Regions from separate parts of the Mus musculus genome. Here regions 2, 3, 4 and 5 are each linked to region 1. A link is a contact called in public promoter capture Hi-C data. All regions are on one chromosome and are shown on one strand. Each heading gives the region's core, a stretch centred on a gene start, on an enhancer-like site or on the middle of the called end of the contact. The rest is flanking DNA. Distances are from core to core; before and after follow the strand shown.

Region 1 (2,854 bases), core at 263-2,762:
AAGAGATTCACCTGGCTCTGCTTCCCAAGTGCTGAAATCAAAGGTGTGTGCCATCATCACCCTGCTATAAATTTGGTTCTTATTAATGTTTGTTGTATCTGTTGTGGTGTTTGGTTGCTTTGTTGGGTTTTTGTTTGTTTGTTTTGCTTATTTAGTTAGTTGGGGTTATTTTTTTTGTTTGGTTGGTTTTTTTATTGTTTTAGAGACAAGGTCTTCCTACATATCCCTGGCTGTCCTGGAGTTCACTGTGTAGACCAGACTGACCTCAGACTTACAGTAACCTTCCTTTCCCTGCCTCCAAGTGCTAGGATTAAAGGCATGCACCACCACCAGAGTTTCACTGTTACTGGTTTACATATTGGCCTGTGTAAACTATCTTTTTCATTCTTTGAAACAATCTCCAGAGTATTCCAGAGTGGTCACAAAATTATGTAATTCAGGCTGGCCTTGAACTCATGGTTATCCCCCGGTTTTAGGCTACCAACTGCTAGAATTACAGGCATGTGCCACCATGCCAGGCTGTAAGTGATCATTTAATGTCACACTTATTTTTATATCATTGTCATTTACATTTCTAAGTTTGAGATAGTGTATTACGTATTTGGATCATGTCACTCTATTTAAAATACGTCATTACATGTTGTGTGCCATGGCTGTTGAGTGGCAGTAGCTCTCACAAGCTTGATTGGCCCGAGGTAACGTTTACAACCTTTGTAAACCATGTTAAAGGCAGGTGCATACAGTTAATATAGCCAGTGAATACCCAACGCGTGCTAGGTGCATCTACCCAAACCACCTAATTTTCAAACCGGCTTGTCTTTTATCATTCACAATTCAAAACAGGTGAAAATGAAGTCAGAGCTCCCAGGGCCACAGTTCTGAAAAGCCCTAGGATAGACTGGTAACGCGAAACCTAGGCTAGGCTACAAGTTTCCTCGTTCCTCTTTCTGCTGCCCCAAACCACTTCCTCCCTGGGATTACAAGGTGACCCAGGAGTGGCCCGGGTTGGGGACTCGAGTCCAGCGCAGGTGTGTTGCCTCCCTCCACGGCGGAAGCCACGGCCCCGCTAGGGAGAAGATTGCACCGGGAGCTCGACACCGACACCTGAGTGTGTCTGGCTCCTCCTAAACAGTAGCCGTCTTCACCCTCTGGGCACCTGTGGGCAAAGTGCGGAAGGCTGGGAGAGTCAGGGTGAGAGAAGTGCGGGAAGAGGAAAGCCGAGAGCAGGAGGGAGGAGACGCCCCGGGAGCTGAGAGGAAAAGGCAGAGCTTTCATATTGCACAGGTGGACAGCCGTGGGGAGCGCCTGGCTGCGAAGCTTGATGGCTGGAGTGTCACTCACGCTGAACTCACGAGCGAGGATTGCCCCCTCCCGGTAGTCCCGGGCCTCCAGCTGCTCCAAGAAGCTCCTCACCAAGTCCGTATGGCGACTCATGCTGCGACCCGCTCTGAGGTCTCCCACAAGGAGTGATCCGACTCCGAGAATTTAGCCACTGCGAGGTGGGGCCTCCATTCCAGCAGCCAATGAAGACCGGTAATTGGCAGGCTCCTCGGCCAATGGCACTAGGAGTTCACTCCGTTCGTCCCGCCCATAGGTGCTGGCTGCCACCGCAGCCGAACTGGCCGTCCAAGTAGCTGCGGGTCCCGCAATTCCCCACTGGCGCCTCGGGTGCTTCGGCTGCCGTGAAGCTGGTGGAGTCCGCACGGAACGCTCAGTCCCATTGGCCTTTCCAGGGGGATGGCTGCGCTCTCAATCTCGCAGGCCGGGTTCCCAAGGTTGCTCCGGAGTCCTGCGAGCGCTGAGGTTCACAGTCGTGCGACAGCGGAATATGAGAGAGGTCGGGGACTTCGAATAAATATATTCCCTGCACTTTGCTCTGGGAAAAGGCCTATTTCTGAGGGTAGGGGGTGTGATTTCACTTTTGGAACCTGCTGGAAAAGCGGGGACACCAGGATTCAGTCCTAACTTGTGGATCTTAACCCATACCCCTCAGGGAGGAAGAGACTAGAGAGGCATTGGGAGGAAAAGTGGTCTCAACACTCACTCCGTCCCCCTTCAGGAGTTTGAAGAAGATCTTATGCTGAAGCTCCTGGGGTCCTGGAGACTAAAGACTGGAGAAGAGCCGTGCTAAGGTTTGTAGCTGAATTGGTAGAGTGCCTGTCCCAGCATTCACAAGGTGGAGGCAAGAAAATCAGAAAGTCAAGGTCACCCTAGCTTACATTGTGAATTCAAAGTTAGCTTGTGATGAAATCCTGTCTCAAAGTTAAAAAAAAAAATGGAAGAAAGGAAGGAAGGAAGGAAGGGAGAGAGAGAGAGAGAGAGAGAGAGAGAGAAAGGAAAATGTTTTAATGATGGTGGAATGGTTCAGTAGGTAAATGCCTTGCCACTAAATAAACATGACAACCTGGATTTGATACCTAGGACCCACATGGTGGAAGGAGAAAATCGACTCCAGAGTGTTGTCCTTGGACAACTACACAGGCTCTATAGTGAGGGTGTATCTCCCTACACACAAAAGAAAATAAAAGGGGGTTCTTTCCAAAACAGGCTTCAGCAGATGGAGTAGCACCACCTGCAAGGGAACCAAAGAATTTCAAGCATTGCCAACTCTCTGTTGAGGGAGGGCTCTGAGGAGATCCGTTTGGGGTCGTGTGCAAAAGTAGGGCTAAGGCGAATTGAAAGTGCTTTAAGCATGCTGAGCGGAGCGGTGGTGGCACACGCCTTTAACCCCAGCACTTGGGAGGCAGAAGCAGGTGGATTTCTGAGTTCGAGGGCAGCCTGGTCCACAGAGTGAGTTCCAGGACACCCAGGGCTATACAGAGAAATCCTGTCTCGAAAAACCAAAAAAAGAAGT
Region 2 (2,854 bases), core at 261-2,760, 790 kb after region 1:
AATGTTTTTTTTGTTGTTGTTTTGTTTTGTTTTGTTAGCTGCACAATTTAATGTTTTTTTTTTTTTTTTTTTGTTTTGTTTGTTTTTTTTTGTTTTTTTTCGAGACAGGGTTTCTCTGTGTAGCCCTAGCTGTCCTGGAACTCACTCAGTAGACCAGGCTGGTCTTGAACACAGAAATCCGCCTGCCTCAGCCTCTCAAGTGGTGGGATTATAGGCGTGCGCCACCACGCCCAGCTTTATGTTTTTATATATTCAGATATTTAGTTTTGTTTTCTTTTTATTCTTTGTGATTTCACTTAAATTTCCATGGTGTCCTCATTCTAATCACGGTATCTCTCCTTCTGTGCTTCAGCCCCCCCCCCCCCCCACACACACACACAAGGCAGTTAATATATTTTAGGAGTGTCTATGGATTTGGTGATGATAATTGTATATAGGCCACAGAGGAGAAGTGAGTACCCTACTGTCATACGAAAGAAATCAGGCCAGTGAGGTTGGCAGAATGGAGTCCCCTGTCAGGAATCCTTTGGAAGTCACCGTTCTTTTATGTGTAAATTGGGGCTAATTAACTAGAGTCTGTTTTGTGTGGCTTGAGAATAAAAATTGACAGATAAACAGGTTCCGTTTCAAGGGACAGCCGCCGATTTAGTCTATCTTAGGTGGGTACTTTGAGGCTTCAAAGTACTAGGATATACTATGCATTTCTAAACCCGACCACTCCCAGCCCCATCCCAGAGCTTGTGGGTGGCTTTTGTAGGGGGACACGCCGCCTCGAACACACTGTAGACCGCAGCGGCCGTCCAGGCTCTTAGGACGCCACCTAGCTGGCCTCGCTGTGGTCCCGGAGCGCTTTTTGCTAAGTCCTGCAGGTTCCTCCGCTCCCCGAAGTCTATGCTCGCTCGCGTGTTCCCTGGCGAGCATCGCGCGGGGACGAGCAAACCGACGTCATTCTTACAGCTCTTTTCTCGTCCGGAAGATGAAGGCAGCGTTGCTAACAACGAGGAGGGACAGTCCTTGTGTCGTGGGCAAAGCGGACACGGCGGCTCCTTCCCACCTCCTGGAATGACAGAGGGGAGGCCACCCCCGGTAAAGCGCCCGCAAGCTTCCGGAGCCTCAGTTACCCTGACTCTGGCTGCAGCGCGGGAATGTTTGCCGTTTGCACTGCAGCCCCAAGCCCAAAGGCGTCTCCGCGCAGAGAGGGCACCTGGGGTTCTGGAAAACAAAAACAAAAAACCCAACAAAATCTCCATCACTTGCATTCAAGATATCTTAGGGCGGGTGTTGCGGCTCAGCCTAAGCCCAGCACTTGTGGGAGGTTGAGGCAGGAGGATCGCCACCAATTCCAAGTTAGCCTGGGCTTCGGTGCGAGACATGGTCTCAAAAGAACTCACATCCGTCAACAAAACAAAAAACAAAACCAGCATCAAAAAGTCGGTCGGCGTGCAAAACGCTCCAGACGCGCACTACCTTCAGTCGCTACCGCGCCACACCGCGGTGGGCGGGGCGCCAGGGGGTGGGACCTCTGCGCATCACTTCCGCTTCCCGTTCCAAATGAACTCTCCCGCCACTGGGAGAGAGCGGCTGTCAGCGCGGGTGTTTCTTTCAGCCTGGCTGCTGGCTGGTTAAACAATCTACTGCGGCTTTATTTGGGACGGAGAGAAGCCGTGGAGTTGGAAGCTTGTGAGCTGACCTGGTGGGACCGAGTGACAGGTGGTGTCGGGTCGGAGGGAGGCTCCGGGTGGGATGGCGGGGAGGGCGGCCCGGGAAGGCGCTGGGGCCGGAAGGGAAGTTAAGGCACTTTTGACTATTCTGGAAAGGCTGGATTCCAGAGTTAGAAGTACGAGAAGTAAGCCTCTCATCTAGGTAGAATCTACTTTGCTTTACCTTGATTTCAGGAATTTAACACCCCCCTCCCCTCAAACCTCATCTTGTCTTGGGTTCGCACATGCCTGAGGGTGGCAGGCAGCAACACTTAGTGATCACTCTTTGGCTTACAAGGGCCACCGTCTACATATACCCCAGTTTGAGCCCTTCCCACATTCGCCCCTGTTATTACAGATGTGTATAGAAAATCTAGACAACACAGCAGGGTCTAGGAATAATCCCTTTAAAAAAGTCTGTGCATCCAATATTTTGTGTTTCCATAAATATTTACTCTATTGACTCAGCCTTTTTCCGTCATTTTAACATATATATTGCGTTGCCACCTAAGCACTATATATTGCAATATATACTATATAACATATATATATAATTTATATAATATATAATATAAATATATATTTATATAATTTATTTCACTGCTTTCAAAAGGTGGTCAAGATGCAGTTCTCAGGAAGGATCCGGAAGAAGCTGCGATTGGCGGGTGACCAGAGAAATGCTAGTTACCCTCACAGCCTTCAGTTTTACCTGCAGCCGCCTACTGAAAACATATCGTTGACGGAGTTTGAAAACTTGGCTTTTGACAGAGTTAAATGTAAGTGGCATTTAAAGTCCAATGTTTGTGTCCTTGAGAAGTGCAGTTATCACACGATGAATAAAGGCAGTTCCTCTTTGTTCAGCAGCCCATTCAACATCCGTTGGTGATTTGCTGTTGAAGGTTTGTCATTCACTTCTTCACTGTAGTATGCACATTGAGTACTCTGCTTCCAGGTGGCAGGGACTTTGTAATGAGTAATGCAATTAAGGTCTATGTTGAAACTGTATTTGCTATGTGGAGACAGACGTGTAGAGTTAAAATCATACATCAGATTACTTTCTGCTTTGATAGAAGTAAATATTAATGCCCCTGGAGTGTAAAAGTGAGAATAACTAGCTTAGTCTACTTAAGGAAGGTTTCCTAGAGAAGTTGGAA
Region 3 (2,854 bases), core at 241-2,740, 700 kb after region 1:
AGATTTGCAACCTGCACCAGGCAGGAAGAGTTCCAGAGCCATTACCAAAGCAAAGCTCTCCACAAGCTCAGGTAGCACTGAGGGATTTTTTTTTTTTTTCTTTCAGGAATCCTGTACATATTCATGAAGGAACATGCCTATTCCAAAGCATGCTCAGTTTAAAGTCATAATTTATATAAGGAAAAGAGCATAGGCGTGTCATTAGACAGGAGCATATCCGTAGTAACTTAGACTGGAGATGCCTCTGTGCGTGTTCAACGTGTGGAGACATTTAAACAAACATATGAAGATCCCTGCCATTTTAGTTACTTTCCTACTGCTGTGATAAAACACCTCCACCAAGACAACTTGTAAAAGAAAGCATTTAATTGGACTTAGATACAGAGGGTCTGAGTCTATGATGGCTGCAGAGACATGTCCTGAGCACTCAGATCTCAAACCCAAGCAGAGGCAGAGAGACACTGGGAATAGCTTGGTCTTCTGAAACCTGCCCACGGGGAGTGATACACTTCCTTCAGCAAGGCCACACCCAGGCCTCCCCAGTGTTCAAGTGCTAGAGAGCACAGATGGCATCTCATTCAAACCACCACATCTGCCTGGCCTCGTTGCCAACCTAACAGAGCTATGTCTGCGGCCACTTTTATTTTTCCTTTGACACTTGCTGAAGCTACCCAGCCTAGCCTTGAATCCACCCTGGCCCACGTTACACAACTTGTCAGCCTCCAGAGGAGCATTAGACCTGAGACCTGCCCAAGTTCAGACTTTCAAGATGTCCACAAAATGTTCAGATTTCACGGTTGTATCGTGAGATGACAGTGTTTAATGAAGCCAAGATAATCCACCGTTTATTAGTATTAAGATGTGTTCGGGGTGTGGTGGGGACAGGATTAGAAACTGTACTTAAGGGGCTTGTCTCTGTTCAGTAATCTAATGGCTTTGAGTTCTGGGTAAAGGATGTAAATGTACTTTGTTTCCCATTTTCTGTACCCTGTACACTGAGAGGACAAAACACAACTTTAAGATGCGGCTTCGTATTTCAGACCTACTGACCTCTGCAGCTTCTGACATCTAAGCCTACTGAATATCATTCGCAGAGGGTTTAAACAAGTTATGTGTGATAGTAATAATCCTTTCATTGGAAAGGGGAGACAACACGGATCCACTTGGCTTCTCCTTATTTGGAGCCTGTGGTCTAGGCTTTCCCTGTCCTCTCCCGAGCCTGCCTGGTCACCGGACAGGTCGAACAAGTAGAGACTGCCCTAGGGTGCACTGGATTGTCTCCTCTTCTCACGGGCTGCACCCACTTCGTCCTTGCTGTGAACCGTGGGTGCTGGGAGGACCGGCCGAGGCCCTGGGCGCCGGGGCAGGGTCCCCCACCCTGGCGTGCCCGCGGCTGCGACCGCGCCTGCCCTTGTTTGGCCGCACGGCCTCGGGGGTGGAGAGCCGGGGAGGTGGGGGCGGTGCCGTCCGCGTCAGCGGCGCCCGTGGTGACGGCGACGTGCGGCTCGCGCCACTGCTGCCCGCGGACGCCGAGGACCCCCGGAGCTCATGGCCCAGGCGAAGATCAGCGCCAAGGCCCACGAGGGCCGCTTCTGCCGCTCGTCTTCCATGGCCGACCGCTCCAGCCGCCTGCTGGAGAGTCTGGACCAGCTGGAGCTCAGGTGAGGGCCGCGGGGCGCGCACAGGGGCGAGCGCGGGCGGGGGCGCGCTCCGGTTGGGCTCCCCTCCCCCGGCCCGGCAGACTGGCGAGCGAGTGCGGCTTGCAGAACTTCCAGAATCTTCTGCGCGGTCCCCCTCTGCCTTTAACTTTTCTGCTTCCAGGAGGGAGGCAGCAGGTTGGTGTGCCCCCCCCCCCCTCACCCCACACTGGAGTAAGTTTCTTTGCCCCAGATCACTTCATAGTAATACAAGTGTAAGGGAGGGGGGGGTGGTAGTATCCAGGACGGCCCCTCCTGGGGATCATCGAGAATCGGACTCATGAGAGACCGCGCGAGGTACACCGAAGTTGGATACCATCCTTCATTCTCTCAACCACGTGCAATGCCCTCTGCAGTCTGTCCGTGTTTGTTGTACATTTAGAAGACACGGCTGACACCTTGGAAGTGCCAATCGCAGGCCCGAAAACACCAAAGGCAGGAGTCACACTCTCCCTAAGATTCTGACACGGGGACAGCCTTGTCGTAAAATTTCTAACTCATGAATACTACTAACGAATGCTGTGAACACTTGGTTGGCTTTAACCACGTGAGCCTTATGTATCTGGTGGAAATGTTAATGTCTTCAAAGTTGTGCAAGTTTTGATCATGTGCAGGTGTTCCATGAAAATCTTATCAAGATGCCCTGACACACACGTTGTTCCCTAGTTTTCTCCGGGTTCTGCGTAAGCAGAACACTATGACCCAAAATTATAAGAGGGAGATGAATCTCCCTCCACGCAGCCACCAAACACAGGGAAGTGTGTCTGCACAGGAAAAAAAAAATGCAAGCAGTGTTCGTTACACGGGAGGCGCTCATTACTGTTACTATTAGGAGAAAAGAGCCAGAAGGTGAGAAAACTTTCACTGACTGTGGAGTAGCCACAAAAGAAACCTGAACCCTATATCCCCCAACTCCGGGAGACAAAGGGACCTGCGCTGTGAAAGGGGGCGAGAATGTTTCCTTGTGCGAGGTAGGCTCTAACCTTTGACAGTATATTCCCAACTGCTCCGATTTTTTTTCTTGAAAGGGTTCAGGAAGTTGTGACTCTTCAAGCTGAGTCATTGTTCTGAACCTTTACTTAATCAAGCCTGTGTGCCGAGTCCTTGCTCTTCTCCTGGGGGCCTCTTGAAAGTCTGGAGTTTGCATAGACATTCTA
Region 4 (2,854 bases), core at 197-2,696, 650 kb after region 1:
TTCAGAAATCTCTCTGTGTCATTCTTCCAAGCCAGTCTACCTTTTTCTTTAGCTCCTCCAAACCCAAGAGGGCTCCTTAGCTTCTTTCCTAGAATACTGTTTTACCTGTGTCCTGCCAGCTGCTTCTCTGTTGTTCCTGCAAGCCCAATCTCTGACCCCAGACAAGGGGGAAGAGAAGGGAGGGGGAGAGGGAAAAGGAGAGGAGGAGGGGAAGAGAGAGAGAGAGAGAGAGAGAGAGAGAGAGAGAGAGAGCTCTATCACAGGTCCAATTTTCAATTTTGCTTATATAAAAAGTATCTCCTCCCCTAAACCCTACACAGGCTCCAACCCTGTCAGTAAGGTCTGAACCATTTTACATTCACAGAAGGGTAGCTAGCGGCAACTGACAAAGGAAATATCTATTTAACCTTTTTTGTTTGTTTTTTGGTACAGGGTTTCTTTTTGTTTTTTTGTTTTTTTTTTTTTTTGAGACAGGGTTTCTCTGTGTATTCCTGGCTGTCTTGGAACTCTCTCTGTAGACCAGGCTGGCCTTGAACTCAGAAATCCGACTGCCTCTGCCTCCCAAGTGCTGGGATTAAAGGCGTGCGCCACCACCGGCCCGGCTCGGTTTTATTTTATAAGAGTCCAAGTGTATCTTGAAAAATTACATTATACCCCTGGGATTTAGCTGCTTTTACTTTCCCGCTGAACTCTGTACTCTAGTTTTACTCCTTGCTCCTCTCTCTGGTCCTTGAGTGAGACTGAATATTTACTAGCACCGGGAGATAGAAAACATGAGAGAGATTGAGTAGCTCAAGTGCTTCAGGTCTTGGACTTCACTTAAACCTATCCATCCATCTATCGATCCATCCTTCCTTCTGGCCCGAAACAAAGACCACTGAGCATTGCTTTCATAGCAGTATGATCACTAAAGGTCTGAAAGGGTTAACTGACATTACTAGGACTGTTTTGCCCACACCTCTGTGTTCCACTCTCCAAGTAATTAACCTATCAACTCAACCTAGCCTGAAAAGAACAAGGGAGAAACAGGAAAGGCTAGGGGCAGCCCTCTGGAACCTTATCAGTAATGCTACTTTTAGTTTACAGGAACCTGTGGACAACAAGGAAGCCCCTTTGTGAGACTTCTGCGAGAATTAATGACCTCTCAGGAATGCCATATATAAGCTCTTGCCCTTGCTTTGCCAAGATGTAATTGGGAGGAAAAAGTCTTCCATGTTTTCATCTGCCTTGCTTGTTGCCAGTGGGGCTCTTTTCCTGTCAGTGTCTCTAAGTGAAAGGCGGCAGCGGAACGAGAATTGGCGTGGACTCAAAACTACATCAAGACCCTCACCACCTCCTCCTGCCATCTTCCGGAGATGCAGATGAGCGCCGAGCTCCGGATCCTCGCCACCTTTCCCCGCCACGCGGTCGTCAGCCTCGAGACCGGCGGAAACTACGACTCCCAGAATCCCTCGCGGGGCGGGAGGAAGGCGGGGAGCGTACAAAGCGGCGCTGGAAGCTAGCGGCAGTGAGGCCGCGCTTGGGGTCCGGCAGCTTGGCGTCCCCGCGGCCTGAGGCGTCAGCTGCGTGGGCGCTCACGCAGGGCGGGTCGCGCGGCGCCGGGCGAGAGGGAAGTCGTGGCGGCGGCGTCGGGAACAGCAGCGGCGGCGGCGGGAGCGTGGTGCTGACAGGCCGTGGGAGAAATGGGAGACCCAGGGCCGGAGGTGAGTGGTGGCGGCCCGGGCCTTGGCTCCGCCGAGCCCGACCCCGAAAGGTTTGGTTTGTCTTCTCAGCTTTGGGCTCAGCCGGGCGGCGGCCTCGGGCGAGTGCGGGGCCTCCGGGCCTGGTGCACGTCTGCGTGGAGTCCTCAACAATGGCGGTCCGGCCGCCCCCAGCCCCTGGCCGCCCTAGCCGAAGCAGCCGCAGCCCCGAGGGTGAGAAGGGCTTGGAGGCAGGCTGGCCTTGTACTTGAAGCCTGCATCCCCGACCCCGGGGGTTTAGAGCCTGCATCCCTGCCCCTGTAAGAGGCGGGGAGGGGAATTGTGGCAGCTCGCCTGGGAAGCTAGGTCTCTGCAGCTCCAAGACGGCTTAGCACGCCCGGCCTCCTCCATGCAGTTCCCTGGGCTGGATTTCCGCTTGGTCCTGCTGCTTCCCCTCAGGGGCTTTTGTCTTTAATCGATCCTTTTGGGGAGAATTTCTTCCTGCGATCTTGTGGCTGAATCGATAAGCGTGTTTTGGCTTTTGTTTATAGATAATAGAATCTGTCCCACCAGCTGGGCCCGAGGCATCAGAGTCTACCACGGATGAAAACGAAGATGACATTCAGTTTGTTAGTGTAAGTAGAGACAGACAATCGCGGTTTGCTGGAGTGAAGTGTGGTAAGCCATTGTATGATTAAGCCCCACCAGACAGGCAGTCATCACTCAACAGACTCAACAGATAGTCATGAATGGCGAATAGCTGTCGCACACTGATGCTGGGGACTTTCACCCTAAGGGATACCTCAGTGCTTGGGGCTACCTGAACAATTGGAGTAGGCATCCGAATTGTTTTGTGCTTCCTGGTACTGCCCAGGGCTTAACTTCTGTCCAAGAAAGAAGACACACAGGACTAGTTAATGCCAGGAGGTTGGAAGTAAGGCCTGCAAAGAACATTGCATCTTAGCATGATGTATCCTCTAATCGCTGAGGACTTCCCTAACGTCTGAGGTCATCTTGTTACATCACAGAAAATTGTTGGTCACAATGGGGAGGCCTGTGTCACCTGAAACACTGCTGTTTTTCTACATTTGTTCCTTTGGGGAGCAGGTGTTCTCCAGCGTTGAGTGGAAGCTGTAAGATCTGGGCCCCCTCCAGATCTGTTGAATCAGAAATCC
Region 5 (2,854 bases), core at 259-2,758, 550 kb after region 1:
GTGCCCTACTGGCTTTTTAAACACGTATATGATTAATGCTGGTACTCAGGAAAGAAAGCTACTCTGACCTTGAGAGTGTGCGCTAAATAAATTACCTCAGAGCGAAAGTGATGAGATCTCAGAGCAGCATCTGGGGAGAAAAGAGGGAAAACGAGACTCCGTTAACTCCTTGTTCTCAGCCTAAAGAGTTACTGATCACTTACCTGGATTCGGGAAAGCACATTCTAGGTGTCTCTCTCCAATTCCGTGGGCATATTGGGGCGGGGCGGAGAGAGTATTGGACCATCTGTCTCTAAGGTGATTTCTCTGCAAGAAGTTCCAGCAAAGTTGGGAGAGGGGAGCCCATATCATCACGCCTTACTTTTTTATTCCTAAGCTCCAGCAAAGGCTTGGCAAAGATACGAGTACCTCAGCCCAGGACTCCCCTACAATTACCTTCTGGGCTCTAGCAAACTGACCCTAAGAATCGGAGCCTGATCCTTCCTTCCAGGACCTCCGAATCTCCGTGGTTATCCAAACCTGGTGACTCAGAGGATGGAGGTGAGGCCAAAGGGCCAGGGCGCGTTAAATAAATAAATGCACTTAGCTTGAGGAGTGGGCACTGAGTGGGCAGAAGAGGCAGAGAAGGCTTGAACCTCGCTTCTGCCCAGAAGAACCCAGCGGCGGCGTGTCTTACCTCTGCTTCTGGAACGACCCGAAAAGACCGATTTCATCGGATGTCTCCCTTTCTGGAGCTTGCGGTGCCAGCAGCAGAAGAAGACGATGGTGGCGACGGTGCCCAGCAGGAGCAACAAGAGGAAGAGAGCACATTGGATGCTGTAGGGTCTCAGCAAAACGAGGAAAGCGGCGGCGATCATGGTGCGGGCGAGGCGGGGGGCCGTGCGGCGCGGGGCTAAGGCTGCAGAGCGCGCGGGGCGCGGGGCGCGGGACGCGGGGCGGGCGCGGCGGACAGGGGCGAGCGCGGCTCAGCGCGTCAAGCCCGGCGCTCGCGGCCCCGCGCGCGGCCCAATGGCTGCACACCCCGCGCCGGCCCCGGAACGACTGATGGAGAGCAGCGGGCAGCTCTCGCCATGACTCAGCACGCGGCGCAGCGGCGAGAGCCGCGCCCCTCCCTCCGCAGGCGCCCCAGCCCGCGCGCAGCTCTCGGGCTCAGCCCCGCCCGGGACGCAGCCGGCTGGGAGCATCATCGGGTGGCCGCCCGGGGCCTCGGCGTCCTGAAGCCGGCGCACGTGGGGCGGGACGGGGCGCGGCGAGCCGGCGGGGGGCTCGGTGGGTGACGTCACGGGCTGCGGCGGCAGCGGCGGCGCGGGTGCGGGCGCGCGCGCATGGCTGGGGCCGGGACCGAGCGGCGCGCGCCCTCCAGCAGGTCGGTTCGGTGCGCGCGCGGCCCGCCAGGCCACGCGCCGGGCGGCGGTGCGCGGGGACCCCCGGGTTTCGCCTGTGTAAGCCTCCGCGGACCTTCTGCTGGAGGCCGACGTCAGGGGGCGCCAAGGAGCCGGGGGGAACCCGGGCTCCCGCCTCCCTGAGCCCGCCCGGAGGCTGGGGCTCGGAGGATGCAGCAGGGTGAGCTATTTGGTTTGGGGGCGGGGGTAGTCCCTGCGCATGGAGGCGCGAGCACCTGGAAGGGCCATCTCCAAGCTGGTCCAATCTTAGGAAAGGCGGCACGCCGCGGTCTGCAGGCTTGCACCCTACCACCCCCAAACTTGGTGCTGATTCTCAGCCCAGACGTGAGCTCTGCCACGGTCAAAGAACCCTGATTCATTTATTGGCTTTGTAGGGAGAGGTGATTTTAGATGTAAGGATCTGACATGATGAAGGATGAAGGAAGTTGGTGATTGATTGGCCTGTAGATACTGCAGGAGAAATTTTTAGGCACTGTCAGACAACGGCGATCGGTCACACTCGGGTACACACCCTTCTCCCCTTTGCCGTTTTTTTCCAGCTTCCCTTACATTCCGTTACAATCCGCAAAAACTGTATCGCAGTTGTGGGCTGGACACTTGACAGTGATCGCTGATTCGGTGCCAACGAAGAAGGCAAGGCGTGAGCGCTGCGGTGTGCTCTTTTGCGGAGGGCCTCTGCCACCTGGCGAGAAAGCCAAAGCTGCAGTGGCCGCCTGCAGCGTGTTGCGGCCTTAGCGGGCCAGTGCAGTGCTCTGCCCTGCTTGCCCCTAAGGCAAACTGGCTTTCCCTGTGGGAGTTGGATGATTTGTTTTCTTTCATTGACTTGTATTTTTTAAATTAACTATATGACATATGACAAATGAAATATTACATTTGTGCAATTTCTAGTAACTGGCTTGAAACTAAATAATTCGTAAAATTCCAAAAGTCAATTGAAGAATCGATAGGAATGTGTGTATTGTTGTCTAACTATATGAAACCAACTGTTCAGTTCTGCAAAAATGTGTAGCCATTAGTGACTGATAGGTGAATGATGTATTATCAAGTGTGAGCATTAAAAGAAATGCGGAAAGATGTTGCTTAGCCCTGATGCCAGGTTCATAAGCACGGAAAGCACAGGAAAATGTGCTCTTATTTGCATGTTGGCCTCCTAAAACAAATACAGATTGCTATTATATGCCACTCATTCTGTTGTTTGAGGCTGAGGATGGAAAGCACCTTGCTTGCCGACACTGAGGAAGGTGAGACTCTTGACTGTCAGACTGCGGGGAGCACTGGGTGCCAAACAGGCTTCACGGGTCCCTGGCAGTCAGCAGAGCTGTCTGGAACTTCTGCATCCCGTGCACAGAGCTGAAGGGCTCCTGACACTGCAGCCCACTGCAGTAAGAAACTGTATTCCTATCTGCTATGCAGGGGGGCGGGGGGGGGGGGTTGAAGAGAATCCCGAGATC

What was found. Promoter capture Hi-C pulls out the DNA fragments that hold promoters and counts their contacts. Capture Hi-C pulls out chosen DNA fragments and counts their contacts.
Region 2: a contact with region 1 is called in a promoter capture Hi-C map of stem cell-derived epiblast-like cells, with 4 times the contacts expected there. The contact joins the promoter of 1700001G17Rik here to the promoter of Ptpn18 in region 1. A contact is called at or near these places in 3 of 39 promoter capture datasets (embryonic stem cells, pre-B cells and stem cell-derived epiblast-like cells).
Region 3: a promoter capture Hi-C map of stem cell-derived epiblast-like cells shows a contact between it and region 1, with 2.6 times the contacts expected there. The contact joins the promoter of Bag2 here to the promoter of Ptpn18 in region 1. A contact is called at or near these places in 2 of 39 promoter capture datasets (pre-B cells and stem cell-derived epiblast-like cells) and 1 of 115 datasets of contacts at active chromatin or transcription factors (bone marrow-derived macrophages).
Region 4: a contact with region 1 is called in a promoter capture Hi-C map of adipose tissue, with 2.0 times the contacts expected there. The contact joins the promoter of Zfp451 here to the promoter of Ptpn18 in region 1. A contact is called at or near these places in 2 of 39 promoter capture datasets (cranial neural crest and embryonic stem cells), 3 of 115 datasets of contacts at active chromatin or transcription factors (bone marrow-derived macrophages, embryonic stem cells and memory CD8 T cells) and 2 of 9 other capture datasets (adipose tissue and embryonic stem cells).
Region 5: a promoter capture Hi-C map of stem cell-derived epiblast-like cells shows a contact between it and region 1, with 2.3 times the contacts expected there. The contact joins the promoter of Bend6 here to the promoter of Ptpn18 in region 1. A contact is called at or near these places in 6 of 39 promoter capture datasets (cranial neural crest, embryonic stem cells, liver and 2 more) and 1 of 484 Hi-C or Micro-C datasets (embryonic stem cells).

The regions. Positions count from the first base shown.
Region 1 is chr1:34,458,404-34,461,257 of GRCm38.p6, reverse strand. It overlaps Ptpn18 (protein tyrosine phosphatase, non-receptor type 18), which reads right to left and starts at 1,512. Exons shown (of 15, transcript NM_011206.2): 1 at 1,342-1,512. The coding sequence starts at 1,434. It overlaps Gm32504 (a long non-coding RNA gene), which reads left to right and starts at 223. Exons shown (of 4, transcript XR_373299.3): 1 at 223-1,499; 2 at 1,595-1,837; 3 at 1,994-2,854.
Region 2 is chr1:33,668,480-33,671,333 of GRCm38.p6, reverse strand. It overlaps 1700001G17Rik (RIKEN cDNA 1700001G17 gene), which reads right to left and starts at 1,510. Exons shown (of 1, transcript NR_033199.2): 1 at 622-1,510. Prim2 (DNA primase, p58 subunit) reads left to right here and starts at 1,540. Exons shown (of 14, transcript NM_008922.2): 1 at 1,540-1,710; 2 at 2,314-2,476. The coding sequence starts at 2,323.
Region 3 is chr1:33,756,386-33,759,239 of GRCm38.p6, reverse strand. Bag2 (BCL2-associated athanogene 2) reads left to right here and starts at 1,490. Exons shown (of 3, transcript NM_145392.2): 1 at 1,490-1,661. The coding sequence starts at 1,549.
Region 4 is chr1:33,813,187-33,816,040 of GRCm38.p6, reverse strand. It overlaps Zfp451 (zinc finger protein 451), which reads left to right and starts at 1,446. Exons shown (of 15, transcript NM_133817.3): 1 at 1,446-1,703; 2 at 2,231-2,314. The coding sequence starts at 1,683.
Region 5 is chr1:33,906,275-33,909,128 of GRCm38.p6, reverse strand. Bend6 (BEN domain containing 6) reads left to right here and starts at 1,508. Exons shown (of 7, transcript NM_177235.3): 1 at 1,508-1,563. Dst (dystonin) reads right to left here and starts at 904. Exons shown (of 103, transcript NM_001276764.1): 1 at 677-904; 2 at 96-130. The coding sequence starts at 857.